Linked DNA regions of Capsicum annuum: region 2 is linked to region 1. The links are chromatin contacts, called in public Hi-C maps. All regions are on one chromosome and are shown on one strand. The core of a region is the stretch at or near the end of the contact, and the rest is flanking DNA. Distances in the headings are between cores, read along the strand shown.

Region 1 (3,574 bases), core at 731-3,230:
GATTGTATTGTATGTTGAATTTTTACTTTATTCATAAATACTTTTGGAAAAAAGTTTATAAACTCTTTTGTACTATGAATACTTTTGGAAAAATTCTAACACAGATTTAACAAAATCGAAGCGTAATGTGTAAAATCTTTAACTTACCTTGGTGACAACATCTATCAACCATTACTTCTTAATTCAACTAATGTTAAATATGTATGCGATGAAACAAATTTAATCAAAAGAGAAATTATTCTCATATAATAATGAATATTCTCAATTTCACCTTTCAAAATATTATTTTAAAAAAAAAAAATTAATCTCAAAATGTGAGTTTAATTTAGTCAAACCTCGTGCTTCGTATGTCCTGCCAAATAGACTCAAATAGACTCAAGGATTGTACTATACATTGAATTTTTACTTCATTTTTGAATACTTTTAAAGAAACGCTTATTAACTCTTTCGTACTGCGGATATTTTTGGAGAAACATTCGCTCGTTCTCTTCTTTGTCTCTTGTTGTGTCTCTTTGTCCATTATTGTATGTTTCTACGGCCAGATTTAATTATGCTTTTCATCATACTAATTTTTCTTTATCGTAAAGTTTGATAAACTACATATCATATCATAAAAGAAGATAAAGAAAAGATCATTAAATGAAAAGAATAAGAATGAATAGCTACAATAATTTATATCATTCAAAACTAAAAATTGACACGCGAAATTAATCACCTTTCAAAATTCGAATCAACTGTCTATAAATATTATCATCATCATCCATCTTCAAGATACCTACAAAATCAATGCACCTTAAAGTAAATTAAACATTACAGGAATATTTTTTGACGTAAAAAATAATTCTAAAGCAAACAATAAAGAATGATCTAAGACCAAAAGTATTTTTTTTTATTTTTCATATGTTCATTGAAGATGCTATTGTATTGTTTTAGAAGAATTATCAATTTATAAAAGTCCAAAACTCTTTCAAAGAAATGATCTAAATATGGTAAATTTATATTTTTTTTTCCCATAAATAACTACCAACTTTAGAAAAATAAAAATTTCAAAAATAATAAACTACTATAAATAGACATTTATTGTACATTGTTTATAGTTCTTTTAGATTTTTGCTTTGGTTTAATACAAAATAGATTTTATTATCTTATTTAAAAAAAAAAAAAAAATTAAAGCCATACACACGTATGGTTCTTAAATTTTAGGAGTTTTAGTAGTTTTTTTTTCTAATTCTTCTTACCCTGATATTTGTTTGTTACCATATATTTAAGGACTCTTAATTTTTTTCTTTTCATATATATATTTTAGGATTCAATATTATGGTTAATATTATTAAAATAATTAAATAATAATTTAACCAAATAGTGAAAAAAGATGATTTTGTCTATTATGGAGTCTTTGAATGAAGGACAAAAAGTTTAAATTATTTTTCTAAGGGTCTTCACACTTTTAATATATTATATAGATATATAGATATATTGATATATAAATATAGATATAGATTATAGATAGATAGTTTATTAATCTTTTTATATTATTTTATGTGTCTTCTGAATTATCACCACGGTGGTTTACAAATTTTAAGCTTCGACATGGCCAAATCATATAATAATTTTATGTTTTTTAGTATTGTTTTCTTTATCGTTTGATTTATTGTCTCATGATTTGCAAATTATTTACTTCCGTATGACGCCCAACCAATTTCAAACCCAACAAAAATATCCGCAAATACAATTAACCAATGAATTTAAATAATTTTTGTTAAAACAGATACCTCTTATAGACTTGAAGGTAAGATAGTTTGTTCAAAAACATTTGTTTGGCACTTAATAACTCCATTAGTTCAATTGGTGAACAACTTCATAACATATGCCAACTTTGTAAACAATAGCTATTCTTTAAAACTTATATATGTACTCAGTTGATATTCATTCAGCAAAAGAAACTCTGGATCATGCCATGGTCTCAACCCAGTTTTCGGCCTAAATTGCGCATCAGCAATAAAATCACAGGCCCAAAATGGGTATTGTATACATGGTATACTATATATTACGTATAACGCTTCTTATTAATAGGTGTATTTTAATAGAATAGAAATTTATAGAGACTAATTTATTTTATTGAATATTCTTCATATTTATAGCATGTTTGACCAAAATTTTAAAATCAGTTTATTTTGAAAAGTATTTTTTTATAAGCGTTTTTCAAAAAAAATAAAAATACTTATTATAAGAAACAGTTTGTGTTTGATCAATAAATTTAAAAAGCACTTTTGAGCAGTTGTTTGGACAATTTTTTTAAAAGTGTATTGTTTTTTTCAAAAAAGTGTTTTTTAGGAAAAGTTATTTCTTTTAGCTCAGAGAAAACCTAGCATGTTCAATTACCAAATATGTGATATAGTGGTTTTTTTTTTTTTTTTTTTGTAATAATGTGATATAGTGGTTGACATCTTATGGTTGAGTCCTATAAACTTTTAGAGTGTGATAACTAGTGGATCGTGAAAATTGGTCTCAGGCTTAATCGTTGATTGCTATCGCTACTGGTATGTAAATCTAATTACTCCAACTCAAGATTATGATTTTAGATTTGTGTAATTGTATCTTTATCTTTGTTATCATAATTCATAGTGCATGAATAATCTTATACTAGTTACCTTTCAAATAATCGGATTGTCTAATTTTATATTGTCAATACTGTATTGAACTTAATAAATGTATATTATCTGTCCTATCACTTAGCTCCGCTCTTCTCTGAAACTGCTTTTTGTAACAAACACATGCAAATTAACTACCAAAAGCTAAGCCATGAAATGGACATCCAAGAAAACACTTTGGAGAAGCAATTTTCTAACAAAGAATCAATTTGGGATTTTTTATTTTTTATTTAAAAAATAAAATAAAATTCTAGAGCTAGAGAACTTGGTCCCTAATGAAATAATTAATATATGGGATTCAAATTTACGCTATCATCGAGATGAATCTTTATATCATCAGTGTAATTTAACATGTTAATAAATCTGTAATCTTTATCAATTTTTACAAGACTTAACTTAAACTCTAAATTATAAACAGAATATTCCAAAAGAATTACAACGCTAGCGACGAACACTATAAGCCCCATATATAGTTTATTAGTTCTTTTAGGAGAATCATATAAAAAAAACTATCACTAAAAAGACAAGATTGAAGATATGAATTTAGAGCATTAAACATTATTGTAAACAAATAGCCTTCATTAGCTCAATTAAGAGGGACTGTCATGATTAATAAAAATACATATCATTAAACTCTAACTTACAAAACAGAATATTGCAAAAGAATTACAACGCTACTAGCGACGAACACTATAAGCCCCATATATAGTTTATGAGTTCTTTTAGGAGAATCATATTAAAAAGAAAAAAATCTCTAAAAAGACAAGATTGAAGATATGGATTTATAGAATTAAACATTATTGTAAACAAATAGCCTTCATTAGCTCAATTAAGAGGGACTGTCGTGACTTTTTATTATATATTTATATTTTTATTATATTATATAGAAGAGTGAAGAGTGGGACGATCAAAGGCATTTTGGA
Region 2 (3,574 bases), core at 523-3,022, 110 kb after region 1:
TATGAGAAGGAAAGTTTTATATTTATAGAGGTACAAAACTTTTCCTCGATGAAAAGATAAGTCAAATATAAAATATTTTTATAGTTTCCTTTTAGAAAAAATTAAAAATAATTATAATATTACTTTTATTTTTCTTAAATAAAAAATTAATATTCAAATTTAATAAAAAGTTGGACAAAAATATTAACATCTTCAACTTCCGTAACTAAATTTACTTTAATAATGCTGATCATAATTCATAACAATTCTACTTTTTCTGATAGAGAAATGCCTATAATTAGTTCCTCGAGAAATTTTCAAAACAAACAATTCGAAGGTGCAACTCTTGCACACAAAATTCTTTCATTTTTGTATTGAGTTTGGTAGCAACCGTTCCTTTCTATTACTAGACATAATTGGGAGAAACTAATTTGAAATAAGAATCATTCTATCGTCCAAATAGATCGATTGTTCTTATGCTGGATAAGATCAAATTTAATTGAATCTGATCGTGGCTTCAACTTCAAAAACAATACTGTGGTCGGATTGAAAAAATAGTGTAATATTTTATCATCAAATTTTTTTTCGATACAAATTTACATTAATTGAATTCAAAATAAATATCAGAAACCCAGTGAGAAAACCAAAAGAAAAAACTATAAATAACATGATAGTCTTAGGGTGCATTTGTTTTTTTTTTTTTTTAAGTTTAAGACGTCTGGATCTGAATGAGTATCTGAATTATTAATATGTTGTTTCTAGATCTGAATACTGAATGATTAAGAATGTTTGTTTTTAACATCTGAATGTACGTAATATATTAATTCATAATAAATATGTAATTCAAATTTTAAAAGTAATAAAATATTATATTATATGAAAAAAATATTAGATAAAACTTAAACATCAAAATTATTATTTGAGTGATAATTAAAATATTTAAAAAGAGTTTTGAGCGAATAAATTGTATTTTAAAAAGAATCTGAATATTATTTAAGTGATAATTAAAATATTTAAAGATAATTAAAATATTTAAAAAGAGTTTTGAGGGAATAAATTATATTTTAAAAAGTATCTAAATATTAATCAAAGGTTTTCAAATACATTAAAAAATAATTTATAAAAATAAATAAATATACTTAATGAACTGAAAACTGAATCATTCAGATTTATACTTATATGTGCAAATAAATGAGGCTTAGACTCTTAGGTTGCGTTTAAACGAGTTTTTTTTTTTTTTTTTAAAGTTTTGGACTATTGGTGATTCTTTTTTATTTTTATACATAGTATTATTTCTTTGTTTGTTTTTTCTTTATTGTATGTTGGGCAAAAACAGCCTTAACAGTTACAAACAGCACTACCATGAATTGTTAATTACTCTCTCTCTCTCTCTCATCCTCTTTTTCTTCTTTTTCCTCACTGTTCTTGTCCTCTCTAGTCCCACCTCCACTCCCTCCACCCCACCTCACCCCTCTCCCCTTATAGTCTTCACCTATTTCACTCTCTCGTGTGTGTGTGTGCGCAACTTCTCCACGCTTTAAACTTCCAACTTTGGGCTAATACTCTCTCTTTACTTCCCTTAAGCCCCCTCCCTTGTCACATTCCTTCTGTTTTCTTGAAAGACTCTTGTTATTGTTGTTGTTTAGTTAAAGAATCAAACTCCCCTTCACTTACATCACTACTCTCCATTCTTTGGATCATTATGAGCACTAATACACTCATATTCTTGAAGATCGGTGCACCCTTTTAACTTTCTTGCCCAAAGTTCTCTGTCTTTAGTTAATACTGTAGTCATGGCAGGCAGTAACGAGATCAACGCTAGTGAATCTAAGGTACCCTTTTTCTCTTGTTAATTATTCTGTTAATTCCAACTTTTTTTTTTGTTTAATTTGAGGATCATTTCATGTCAATAAGCAGCGAAGCCAGAAATTTCATTAACGGTGTTCAAGAAAAATAATTTAAGTTTTATATACATAGTATAATTTTTTGACGAAGGATGTTCAATTCCCACCCTGGTCTGAATCCACTGGTTCTTGTTTGAATTTTTTCATTAGTTAGTATCCTGTGTTTTGGGGTTTGACCTTTTGTGTATTTAAGAAAATTTGAATTTTTTTGTTTTACGGAAAAAAGGATGAATCTTTATCATTGATTTAGGTAAATGGTCTGCTCTTCTTATGTTTCTTTGGCTTGTCTGTACATATTTAACCTCCTTTACAAAATCACCTTTTGCTTTCCAATTTGCTCTTTTTGGGGATTGATTCTTTTCTTTTTCTTTTCCATTTGCTTACTTTCTCTTTCTGGCTATACGTACAAATTCTATACATTTTTTCCTTTATTTGTTGTGACTATTTCTGGGTTGTCACAAGATGTATGTTGCTATGATCAATTTTGCTTTTAGTACTTTGGGGGGAAATGGATATTTGTTAGATGTTTTTTTTTGGTATTGACTAGGCCTTATGTCCCTTTATGCAGAGGGTGGTTCCACTTAATACATGGATACTTATATCCAATTTCAAGCTGGCTTACAACATGCTTCGTCGGTCTGATGGCACGTTCAATCGCTATTTAGCTGAGTTCTTGGAAAGGAAAGTCCCTGCAAATTCGATTCCAGTTGATGGTGTTTACTCGTTTGATGTTGTTGATCGTGCTACAAGCCTGCTTAACCGTGTCTATAAACCTGCCCCGAAACATGAGGCTGATTGGGGTAAAATTGAACTCGATAAACCTTTGAGCACTACAGAAATTGTTCCTGTCATTATTTTCTTCCATGGTGGAAGTTTCACTCATTCTTCAGCCAATAGTGCTATTTACGACACATTTTGTCGGCGCCTTGTTAGCATTTGCAAGGCTGTTGTTGTTTCTGTTAATTATCGACGATCACCTGAGAATCGGTATCCTTGTGCATATGATGATGGATGGGCTGCTCTTAAATGGGTTCAATCAAGGCAATGGCTTCAAAGTGGGAAGGATTTGAAAGTTCATGTCTACATGGCGGGTGATAGTTCTGGTGGTAATATTGCTCACCATGTTGCGGTGAAGGCTGCTGAAGCCGATATTGAGGTATTGGGAAATATTCTTCTTCATCCAATGTTTGGTGGACAAAAGAGGACCGAATCCGAGAGTAGATTGGATGGGAAATACTTTGTAACAGTTCAAGATAGGGATTGGTACTGGAGGGCATATTTACCCGAAAGGGAAGATAGGGACCATCCAGCATGTAACATATTTGGCCCGAGGGGTAGAAGTCTTGAAGGACTAAACTTTCCAAAGAGTTTAGTCGTCGTAGCTGGTTTGGATCTTGTTCAAGATTGGCAATTGACTTATGTTGAAGGGTTACGAAAATCAGGGCACGAGGTGAATCTACTATATCTAAAGCAGGCAACAATAGGTTTCTATTTCTTGCCTAATAACGATCATTTTCGTTGCCTAATGGAGGAGATAAGAAGCTTTATCCATCCTAACCATTCATAGAGACTTATTTAACATCAACAACAGGCAGCTATATATATAACAGAAGCTTGACATCTCACTCGGGTTATTTTTTCCTCCTCTGTAGTGAACATAATGGTGTGTAGTTATATGATTTGTGTAGAAT

The links. Hi-C and Micro-C count contacts between places; a contact is called where the count stands out from the background.
Region 2: a contact with region 1 is called in a Hi-C map of leaf, with 2.9 times the contacts expected there. The contact joins the promoter of LOC107863934 here to the enhancer-like site in region 1. A contact is called at or near these places in 2 of 5 Hi-C or Micro-C datasets (leaf and placenta).

The regions. Positions count from the first base shown.
Region 1 is chr3:35,678,136-35,681,709 of UCD10Xv1.1, forward strand. No RefSeq gene overlaps it. Among protein-coding and RNA genes, the nearest start is that of LOC107863936, 18 kb to the left of the region's middle. Within about 2 kb of position 1,981, at least 3 of the 5 cell types and tissues checked have an H3K27ac peak or open chromatin away from gene starts, as enhancers often do. A contact at or near this core is called in leaf, where this site is marked.
Region 2 is chr3:35,787,537-35,791,110 of UCD10Xv1.1, forward strand. It overlaps LOC107863934 (gibberellin receptor GID1B-like), which reads left to right and starts at 1,773. Exons shown (of 2, transcript NM_001324878.1): 1 at 1,773-1,811; 2 at 2,452-3,450. The coding sequence starts at 1,773. The coding sequence ends at 3,450.